Regions from separate parts of the Mus musculus genome. Here all the other regions are linked to region 1. The links are chromatin contacts, called in public Hi-C and promoter capture Hi-C maps. All regions are on one chromosome and are shown on one strand. The core of a region is the stretch at or near the end of the contact, and the rest is flanking DNA. Distances in the headings are between cores, read along the strand shown. Region 1 has its middle 42 kb from the start of 1700025K04Rik. Region 2 has its middle 9.7 kb from the start of Gm29944. Region 3 holds the start of Lrig3 (leucine-rich repeats and immunoglobulin-like domains 3).

The links. Promoter capture Hi-C pulls out the DNA fragments that hold promoters and counts their contacts. A called contact is a pair of places that touch in the nucleus more often than the background predicts.
Region 2: a Hi-C map of cranial neural crest shows a contact between it and region 1, with 2.4 times the contacts expected there. The contact joins two enhancer-like sites.
Region 3: a promoter capture Hi-C map of hippocampal neurons shows a contact between it and region 1, with 4 times the contacts expected there. The contact joins the promoter of Lrig3 here to the enhancer-like site in region 1. A contact is called at or near these places in 2 of 39 promoter capture datasets (hippocampal neurons and liver), 4 of 484 Hi-C or Micro-C datasets (cerebellar granule neurons, cerebral cortex, embryonic fibroblasts and 1 more), 8 of 115 datasets of contacts at active chromatin or transcription factors (astrocytes, craniofacial prominence, embryonic forebrain and 5 more) and 1 of 9 other capture datasets (embryonic stem cells).

The regions. Positions count from the first base shown.
Region 1 is chr10:126,328,618-126,332,225 of GRCm38.p6, reverse strand. No RefSeq gene overlaps it. Among named protein-coding and RNA genes, the nearest start is that of 1700025K04Rik, 42 kb to the left of the region's middle. Within about 2 kb of position 1,740, at least 31 of the 459 cell types and tissues checked have an H3K27ac peak or open chromatin away from gene starts, as enhancers often do. A contact at or near this core is called in cerebral cortex, embryonic fibroblasts, forebrain and 1 more, where this site is marked.
Region 2 is chr10:125,946,556-125,950,163 of GRCm38.p6, reverse strand. No RefSeq gene overlaps it. Among named protein-coding and RNA genes, the nearest start is that of Gm29944, 9.7 kb to the right of the region's middle. Within about 2 kb of position 1,668, at least 29 of the 459 cell types and tissues checked have an H3K27ac peak or open chromatin away from gene starts, as enhancers often do.
Region 3 is chr10:125,964,261-125,967,868 of GRCm38.p6, reverse strand. It overlaps Lrig3 (leucine-rich repeats and immunoglobulin-like domains 3), which reads right to left and starts at 1,650. Exons shown (of 19, transcript NM_177152.5): 1 at 1,158-1,650. The coding sequence starts at 1,393.

The DNA.
Region 1 (3,608 bases), core at 491-2,990:
GGGGTGGGTGTGGATATTCTACCAAGTGAGGCAGCTGTACCTCAGAGCACAGAGTGCCAGTCACTCATATTGATGGGCTTTGTTTAGTCTCTCTAGATAAACCTGTAGGATTCCAGAGAGAGATTAAGAATAAAAAGTATAAAGAAGAACCATAAAACACAAGAGCAAAATTTATATACCTATTTATTTTTATTCGCACTTCATCCTAAAGAGGATTTAGAGTTCCTTTCATGGAAGCACACAGTAGAAGAAGGGGAAATAAATTAAGAAATGAGAAAGATGAAACAAAGGGGAGGGGGAAACATTCTGGTAGAAAACACCAGCAACAAAGCCACAGAGCACAGCCCTGTCCTCTCACCCCCCGAGTATGAGTAAGGCTCTCCAGCATGAGATAATACCAAATCCGAATTTTTCTCTAATTTGTAAATTTTCAATGGAAATTTCAGGCTGTTGCTCCAAGTAGAAACGAGCTCTAATTATCTCTCCGATTTTCATATGATTTTCAATAAGTCAGCATTACTGCTGTGGCTGATGAACTGGAAAGCCCAGAAAAGCAGGCTCGACTTTTCTGTGCCCTCTGAATCCTTTGAAATGTTTTAGAATCACTGTCTTTGAAGGATTTGTTTGTGCAGAGAGAAAGAAAAGGAGAGGTTGGGAAATGGTTTCGTATACTGTTGTGTCTGATCTAGTAAACTCCGTGTTCAGGCTTGCTATAGTGGCTAAGTCGGCCACCAAAACACCACGGGGGTTACCAAATGGCTCGGTACTGAACTTCTCAGGGCTCACTGGATATCTTAGCCCCACCCAAAAATGTATCCTGCTACATCTAACGGAGAAACAGTGTGAAAACACACAGAGAACACTTTTGTAAGATCGTCTTCTTTAAATGTCTCCTGCTTGGGGGACATCACTTGGGAATCAGCTCTATGCAAAATACCTTGTAATAACCTTTTCTGTGGAGATAGGGACCTCTAATCATATTTCAACCGCGAGATACACACACGTGCTTCAAGTTAAGGGAATTCTATTTATGCAGTTCTGAGTGTCCTTGTGGGGGGTGGGGTGGGGGAGGGAATAACTTAGGGAAAACTTTCTGCTGTCAGACAACCGTTCTCTTTTGTATAATTGTGCATGGAAAGCAAATAATAGTATAGTGCATGATTTAATGATTTAGGCATTTATTAATTCATTTTTAAAAAAGGAACCTTGAGGGTGGGGGGAGTTAAAAGCAAATTTCCTGCAGCAAGGAAACGAAGCCCTTAAGGTTATCCAGTTCATTTATCGTTGGAGTTAATTAAACAGTGACCTGGACTTTTCACACAGTAATTACTCTTGATGAAAAATTAACTACAGTCTTCCAGTAAGAAAGCACACACAGCAAGTTGTTAGAGGGTGGCTGGCCTGACCCAGGACGCTGGCTCGGCGGCCACAGTTCCTGTAGGTGGCAGTGAAGCACCGCACGAGCCGCCGGCCTCGGCCCAGACTGCGCATGCGCTACGTGAAGGGCAGGCGCTGCCCGGAGCATGCTCTGCCCTCAGGCCAGCAATTTCACTAAGTTCCTGGCTACCTACTCAATTTCATAGCCGCATCTAAATGAATCTTTTCTGAACTCAGCAGAAATACAAACTGCTCCTTCATATACCCCAAATTGTCCTTCTGGTGGAGCTGGAGCTGGCTTCTGTTTTATTTTTTCCTTTTTTTTTGAATTTCAGCATTGGCCTTATATGGAGGGAGTGGGGTGGAGAATTAGGGCTAAACCCTCCGCTTGAATTGTCAAAGCCATTTAGCTTAGCTGTGGCCCAGCCTGCTTAGGGGGAAAAAAAAAGTAAATCTATAAACTGAGGATCACAAACCTGCCCTACCCAGGAAAGATGTCCCGGAAAGCCCATAACTAGATTTCTTTCTTCTTGTGTTTTTCTTTATTCTGCTGCTTTCCTTCCTGCTATTCAAAAATAAATAAAATCCCCTACTCTGCTCAAAAGGCCAGGATGATTAGAATTTACACAGCAACCAAAACCATGAGTCATCTAGGTAACTTGCAACTTTCAATTTGGCAATAGTCTGATTCTATTTTATTATTATTATTAATATTATTATTGTAACTTGTTTTCCTGTTTGACCTTAGATCGGGGTTACTTGATAGTGTAGGGTGATGAGGATTCTGAAACTGTGTGGGTTTCTCCGTCATTTCAGGCAAAATTTCTCTCTCCTGCTTCCTGCCTCCAGTTTCCCATTCTTTTGGTGGCAAGAAGATAGACTGCACAGTGTCTCCCACATGTCTCTATGTCATGTTGCCTTGGGTCACAATACCGACTGTAGATGCGAGAAGAGTAACCCCCCTCCTCCAACCTCTACCCTGTGCACAGATATATCTAAAATGATTCCTGGGACTTCACTGTTGATATAGCTTGTACAAAAAATTTTATAAGCAAGATCCGGCAGAAAATAGACAGTCAAAGCAATTTATGGACTAAGTAAGAGGTACACTGGAAATAAAATTGAAGTTTAAAGACAAAGAAACTGGGGAAAGAAAAGACAACGGTCTAACTAACAGTCCACAAGGCATCAGAAGGGTTTAAGAAAAACACATCTTGACGTCTGGGCGCTGAAGGAGGTAGGAAAGGGGGTGACTGGTAGTATTGAGCCAATGCCTCTCAGAATTGGAAGAGCGGCAAATCAAAGAAGATTCTGGGAAGATGAAGGATGGGGCCTGCCGTTGAGCATCAGGGAGATTAGCAGAGCAGAGAGCTGGAGCCATGGTGAGTGGTAAAAGAAAGATTGGGGAATCTGGCAAGGGTGGCTGACCGGGTACAATTACAGGGTTGACAAATGGGCTGAGAAGAGAGAGGGGTTGAGAGATGGGGGGGGGGGGGGCATCTTAGAGATCATCCACAGTAAAGCCAATGCTTTTGTATTCTCCAAGGCTTTAGATAAAGACACATTTATGTGGAGTAAGAAAGAGCTCGTAAGAGGAAATTCTATGTTAAGAAATTTCCACTATAATAAAAACCACACATCTACCAAAGTGGGTGATAGCTCTGTGAGCCCTATGAGTCCAAGACCTGATTAAAATCAACAGGAGTCTAGAACTACTACTAACGAAGAGGAAGCTAGCCAAAAATGTCAGGGCTTCATTCAAACTGCAGTACGAGGTGGAGTTAGTTCTCTTTGTTTGATATTAGTGATGGAAGCACAAACCACCAGACAGGAAAAAGCCGCTTCACAGCACATGCACACATGCATGATACTGGGACTTAGCCACTCTAATGCCGCCATCTTGAAGAAAAGATAATTCTGGTGCAAACTTCATATAGATTTCTTTAGACTCCTTTAAAATATTTGAATTTCTAAACTACGGACCCGGTGGACATTTTAACTCTAACAAAACCCACAGAATAAGGCAAGTCTTAGGAATGGATGGAGCTTTAAGCATTGGGAGAGGGGGACCCAATGGGGGAGGGGCGAGAGAGAGAGAAAACGAGAGCATGAAGAATAGGATGTGGAGAAGGAATTGGCTGAAGCTCAGGGATGAGGAAGGTACAAGGAATGCTCACTGCATCAGTACACGGAGGTATGGAAACTGACTGACTCGGAGGAACCGCATCTGA
Region 2 (3,608 bases), core at 419-2,918, 380 kb after region 1:
TGCTTAGCGCCCATCAGGTAATTTGATGTGGATGGTTGGAGCAGGAGTTAGAGGTCACGATCATCCGTAGAGGAAACGGTGTCAGTATCTGAGGACACAGTGGCGCCGCTATGAGGATGTGAAGTCTTTGAGGAAAAGATTCTAGAGAGAGCTCAGAGCCAGGGTATGAACCATGGACACTCAGATGGGCGGTCTGAACTACGGCTAGCCAGAGCGCACTGCTTCTGTGAGTCAAGGGTATACAAAAGTGAAGCCAAAGTAAAACGCAATTTGTTCAGGATAAAGGGGTGGGGGTGGGGGGAAAGACACAAGGTTGAGTTTCAGGTGACCTTCGTGTGGTGACCGTAGTGAATTCATGAAATCTGTTCATACAGAGCACAAGCATACCAAGAAATCCGTGGGTCTAGACTTTCCGTGTCAAGTTCCGGTGCTCAACTGGAGAGAAATAGCCAGGTGATTCCGTGTCAAGTCCCTGTGTCTCAACTGGAGAGAAATAGCCAGGTGGACGGTGGCTGTGAGAACTCATGTGAATAAGGTTGGGTGGTGGAAACCATGACAGGGTGGTGGGGCAGGGCGTGATAGCTCAGAAAGAGTAGGTCAAACCGCATATACACCAAACTGAGTGACAAGGACTAAGAGGTGGCCATTGCTCGGGCTGTGGGGTGAGTCCTCGGAAGAGAGATAGGATCTAAAGTGGAATAGCATGAACGAGATAGAAGAAACTGGAAAGCAGCTTCTACCCACCAGGTTCATGCTTTGTCTTTATGACGTGGAAAAGGAATCAGGAAAGAAAGATGGTTAAAACCTCACACTGGCACTAACTGGTTAAAGCAGGTCCAAAGGATTGGAGTTGGTGGGGGGTTGGGAGGGGAGGGAGGTGTGGGCACCCCTGCTGTGCGGAGGAGACCTCACAGAAAGGCTTTGCAAACACCTCCTAATGCAATCGCCCTCTCCCCTCCCTCCTCTACAAACTGAAACCTGTGTTTTAACTACTCTGGCTGGCATCGGTTCACAAAAATAATTAACATTCCTCAAATTAATAAGTTCTTACTCCTTTCGCTTTTGAGCTGGCTGCGGGAGTTGCGGCCTTTGCTGATCGATGCTCCCTCAGTGTTGGCTTGCCTGCCCTTTCGGCTTTGAAATCCCAGTCTACTTTTTCTCTATCCTCTGGCAGTGCAGAGCACTGGATGCTTGCCATGAAGGCCCCAGAGTGAAATTCCATGGGGCTTAGACTTTAAAATCAGATCGTCTGAGATATCCTCCGAATTTGGCAACAAAACCCATTTAAGGTGTATTTTCTTTCCTTTCGATGGATAACGCGGGCCAGGACCCAGCTGTTTTATGTCATCGTAAGGCAACAATGGAGAGAAAAGTTAATTTTTTTCACTGATATATTTTAAATTATTTTGTATAAATCCCTCTGTAATTTTATTTTTAAAATGCAGTTTATTTTAAAACAAGAGCCAGGGGGTTGAAGCAACATTCGCAGGATCGTGGGGTCCATCAATAACAAAGTGGAGTGAGAACGGATGGGCTCCCTGGTAGATCCAGAGTTACATGGCCAGCAGCTGCTGAGATACTGCAAACAAACGCATCATTTCTTTCCTTCACTCCGTTTTCTTTAAAAAAAAATAACTGCACTCTTTGTCATCCAACCTCAAGCAGTGGGTCTCGATGCTTCTGAACGATAGAATCTAGTCTGTCTGCAAGTCTTGCTATCTGCTTCTGTGAAGGGAGCTGGCTGCCCAGTGAATGAAATCCAGTTTTTGCTTGCCTCAACTGCCATCCTCTAAACCAGCTGTAATCGGTTCATTTTGTAATTATCCCCTCTGTCAAGAGAATTAGTTTGAAGGGCTTCTTCAGTCTCTACATTGCGTGGTCAAAAAAAAAAAAAAAAAAAAAAGAAAGAAAGAAAGAAAAGAAAAGAAAAAAAGAAAAAGAAAGAAAGAAACCATGTCCCAAGCAAGGCGCAAAGCAATGAAGATATCCAACAAACCTATTTCAGAACTGGTACGTTATTTGTCCCAGAAGTTGGTTAGTTTTAGTTTTATAAATTTAAATATAAAACACATGAAAGACTCTTTTGAATGTGGGCCTCTAAGCTTCCCTTAGAAGAGGAGGGTCTGCCTCTGTCAACTGAATTAAACATGACATGGGATTCCCAGGGCAGAAATTTGAGCTTTTCAGAGAGCACGTTAGGTGGTTGGACTGAGGGGACAAATAAATCAGAGATTTGGAAAGCTTATAGTTCTTATCAGGTCTTATTTATACTCTTGGGGGTGGCAGCTTGTAAAACAAATTAAGACGCCCCATGCTGTTCTCTGACTCCCATGATACTTTGCCAGCCTTGTCTGTGGTGATAACCCTACAGGGTTAAGTTCTGTTTCAGAATGGGGAGTCCTTTTCAATACCTCGGAGCCTTTTCTTTCTCATGAGTGATATTTTTAACGCAAGAGTACAACTGAACAAAACAGCTTGTACCCACTTCTGGCGGTGTTAGGGTATGGGTATGCCTTCAAAGACTAGATGTAAATAAAGTGTGTCAGTTAGGAACGGATCAATCGGACACTTATGTGATCAGGAGAAGGCTTAAATGATAGCTTAGTAGCTTGGAGGATCCGTCTCAACCCAAGAAGCTGAAGTCACGCCTTAGAAGTCACACACATATGCTAGAAGTTTGGCCGGTCGCATACGCTCTTCATTTGCCGTGGATGGCATTCTTGAGTATAAGCTTTGGATTCCAAGGTTTGGAAGTTGTCACCGTGAGACATACTTTGTGTCTTCAATGGGTGTGTCTATTTTCACAGAATTGAAAGTATTGCCCATACTTGTCCAAAGTTGATAAAAGACAAGGAAAAGTATGACTAGAAACCAACATTCTCATATTACGCCCTCTCTGCACAAGCAACCCTGTGAATACCTGGGACTTCTGTATTTTAAAAACATCAGTACAGGAGCTGGATAAATGATTCACGAGCACTGGCTGCTCTTTCAGAGGACCTGAGTCCAATTCCCAGCACCTACATTGCAGCTTACAACTGGTTGTGACTCCAGTTCTATGGAATCTGGTATCCTCTTCTGACCTCCACTGGCACTAGACAGGTAAGAGGTGCTCAGGCATACATGCAGGCAAAACATTTGAAATGCAAAAACAAATCATAAAATAATTAAAACAAGTGTTAACAGAAATCAGTCATATTTTTAAAACGTCAGAACTGTCAGGGCAGCACGAAATGAAAACACGGCAGCATAGTAAAACAATAGTGAAGTAATTTTGAAAGCAGTCAGCATCCACCATGAAAAAATAACAAGAACAATAGTGTGCTTTATATAAACACTTCATTTGATTTACACACAAGAAGGGATATTATGCATAGGACTATTACTGTGCTAATGACTAAGACACACAAACGCTCAAGAGCGTGGCTGGGCATGGAGTGTTTGCACGTAAAGCTTCTACTACCTTCTACTACCACACCTATATCTTCTATTACCACATATACACGCTCAGTAATATTTAAACCATACTTTAGAAATGGTACAGCTTTCGTCCCTTTCCACAGACTTGTAAGGATCTCCCGTGCTAGTACTTCATCATAATTGGAATT
Region 3 (3,608 bases), core at 401-2,900, 360 kb after region 1:
CAAGAGGCAATTGAATGGAATTAGCCACAACTAATTGAAAGTCTTCCTGCTTCAGGCTCAGGTCTTTATCTCCCCTTTCACGAGTAATAAAAGCTGCTACATCAGACATTCCATAATCAGCCATTAAATATCAATCCAATTCTCGTTAATTCTATTTCCTTATTAAACTCCCTTTTAAGAGAGCGTGTTGTTTGATGGTCAACAGCTTATAACTGATGAAACAATGTAGGTTGGGACACTGGATCAAAACCACGATTTCTTAAGCCGCCTGGCCAATATTGTCAGGACCTACGAGTGTTTAAGAGCTGAGAATGTCTGCTAGGCCTAAATTTCAGAATCTTTAAGTATGAAGTGATTTGATTTCTTTTAAACGGGACAACTTCTTTTTTTTTTAAGTGCAACTTTTGCTTTTTTGCTTATGGCTTAAACGCCCCCTCCAATTTTAACAAAATTAGGGGTTGGGAGAGAATAAAGAGAGCTGACATTTGTAAGGACTCGCATTTCCAAGTAAATTATATTTTCTTCCGTGTTCTATCCACACAGTTGGCAGTGACTTCGGGGTTTCTGGCTTCCCAGCTAAAATCCGCCAAACAGCACTCAGCGCAGGCTCTAAACTTGCCCAGATCTCGGTTGTGAAAACCTACTTCCTTTGCTTAATCTACCCGATCAGTCTTCGCACCCAACTTCTCACAGTAACCAAGACGCAGACGCATTTCAAAGTGGCCCGGGAGCGAGGCTGATGGTCTGCTAATGTGAAATTAAGCACTGCGGAGAGAAAAAGTCTGTGCGGCTTTGCTTGAGCAAGGGGGGTTATAAGAGAAAGGCGCGCCTGCAGTGACCGTCTAGGGACCCTAACTAACCCCTGAGAAGCTACAGTTGGGCCAGTTTCCTACATAAACTCAGAAGAAAACTTGCAAAATACAGTGTCTCGCAGACTGGCTCCCAATCGCAGGCGTCGGGTCTGCTGGCCTAGGAGTGGCGACTCAAGAACCCACCTGCGCGGATGCAGAGGGAGACTGAGTCCCCCCACAGGGCTCCGGTAGCGGCCTGGGCGCTGTATAGTGCGCTCTGAGCCCCGGGCCTAGGCGGACTCTTCTGGTCTCGCACCCCTGGCGGGCCGGTCTCCTTCACCCCACCGGAATGATACTGATACTCACAGCCGTGTGACCCAGGCCGGGAGAGGATCGGGAAGGCGAACCAGCCGCCGCCGGCTGCAGTCCAGCAGGTCCCCGAGGCAGTGGCAGGCGGCTGGACACGGGCGCTGCGCATCGTCGTCCAAGAGCTGCCCGGGAGCCCCGTGGCCTCCGCTTCCCGCCGGGCCCGCGCGCCCCAGCCCCGCGCACAGCAGCAGTCCCAGCGCCGCGGTGGCCGCTCGGAGTCCGGGAGCACCCATCGCCGCGCGCCCCGCCGCCTCCGGTTCGGCCCGGAGCTCTACAACCTCGCGCACCCCCAAAAGCACCGACTCCCAGACCGGGCTGGACACGCCGATCGCCGCCTCGTGCTCCTGGTGGCTCAGTCCCCGCACTGAAGGCCTCGCATGCCCCTGCACAGCGGGAGAGCCAGCAGCGGAGGACCGGCAGCCACGGTGAAGGCAGCCCGAGCGGCGTCCGAGAACGGGATGGCACGCCGAGAAACTTTTCCGCCTGCGGCGGGCGGCGGGGCGCGATGTCCCGGCGCGGCGGAACGGCGAGGCGGGGCGAGAAGGCGGGCGCGCGCCCATTGGCCCGCCTGGCACCCGCGGCCACGTGACAATAACAAGGCTCCAGCCCCGAGCCGGCGCCCGGGAGAAAGTGGAGCTGAGATTGTAGGAAATTCCGAGTTACATTTTCCAGCGTCTGCAGCCAGCAGTCTCCGCTATGTCCTGAGAACCATAGATCAGATGGAATGGGAGGGCAAGAGCGAGCCAGCGAAGGAGCGAGCCAGCGAAGGACTGAGCCGGCTGGTGCTCTGAGCTGCAGTTACTTAAGGGAAACTTTAGAGAGTACAGTTAAAGTAGTTGCAGTGTTCCAAGGCCTTTCAATTCCTAGCGAGAGAACTGTGTCGATTATTATATTGTTGGCGAATGAAACAGTGGCTTTCATAAAAAAAATTAATATCGGTGCCAGTGAGGTCTTTTATGCCCATAAATTGGACATATATAATGTATATGTATGCGTATTTGTATATGATGTATATGTATAGCCTGGCAACCCAGCACTGTATGGAAGAGGCAGGCAGACCTATGAGTTTCGGGCCGGCCAGGACAACACAGTGAGACCCTGTCTCAAACGTATGTGCACATGGATGGATGGCTAGATGGATGGACAAAGGACATGGTTTGGGATATGGGAGCTTGGTTTATAATAGATGGAGCTGGAGGGAATGATAATAAATTAATAAATAACTAAATAAATTAATAAACTAAATAATAAATTAATAAATCCAAGTTGGCAATCAGATTCCAAACAATAGTAGCTAAGAAGAATAAAAGCAACCACACTAATATATGCTAAGACCTTGAAAGAAAAAGCACACGTGCGCATGCACACACGAACGCACGCACAAACACACGTGCACATGCACACACATGCTTACACACACACACACACACACACACACACACACTTACCTTAGTCTACCTGCCTTTTGAATGATGACATTCTTGACTGAAAAGTCTACCAGACTTAAATAAGCTTATCTGTCTGTGGGGTATATTGAGGGAGGAGGTAGAACCAAAATACCAGGCACCCCTGAAGTCTGTCTGGATGTACTCAGCCTGTAACCTGGGTAGCAAGGTGTTGAAAATAATGGAGACCTCAGAGTTGATCTGCTAACACCTCAGGGAAAATAGGTCCCAAAGAGATACCTAACATTTTGTAGGGTGACATAAACTAATTTTAAGGCTCTGTTTCTGTAGGTTGTTGGCTGCATGGTATCTGCCCAAGCATGTCTGTGACTTGGGTTACTTAATCAGCTAGTTGATGCAGGATGAGATAGCTGATGGAATTGAGACTTTAACCCCATGACCATTGACTTGCACTGTAGCGTTCACCTGTGTAAGCACGGCCATTCATGGGGAAATAAAAGACTCTGAAGTTGGCACACCCTAGTTTAGGTGAGATATCCCCTCCCCTTTCTTCTGCCTGCCTGTAGCTTTGCCACATTTTAGAACGATAGACAAGAAATAGCTATAATTACAGGGCTTCCATTAAGATCCACAACAATTGGGCAATGGATTTTTCAGGTTCCTCTTGCATCTTGCTTGACTAATCTGCCTAAGGAAAACCTGGTTTGCTACTCTGAAGTTTTTAAAAACAAGAGCAGTGTCAGTATACACATGCCCGTGCCGTTACATGGCGTGGGTGTCTTGACTTGCTCCTGAGATGCCAGAGACAATTGAAGTCCGTCATCGTTCGGTGACGCTGGGCTCACTTTTCCTGGGTACACTCACTTTCACTTTCCTCATGAATTAAATTTACACTTCTATGCTTATAGTCACATCTCCTCCTGATAACCTGATTTCCAGTTTAGAACTTTCTCCTAAATCACACACACACACACACACACACACACACACACACACACACGCACACGCACACGCACACGCACACGCACTCGCACATTCAAAT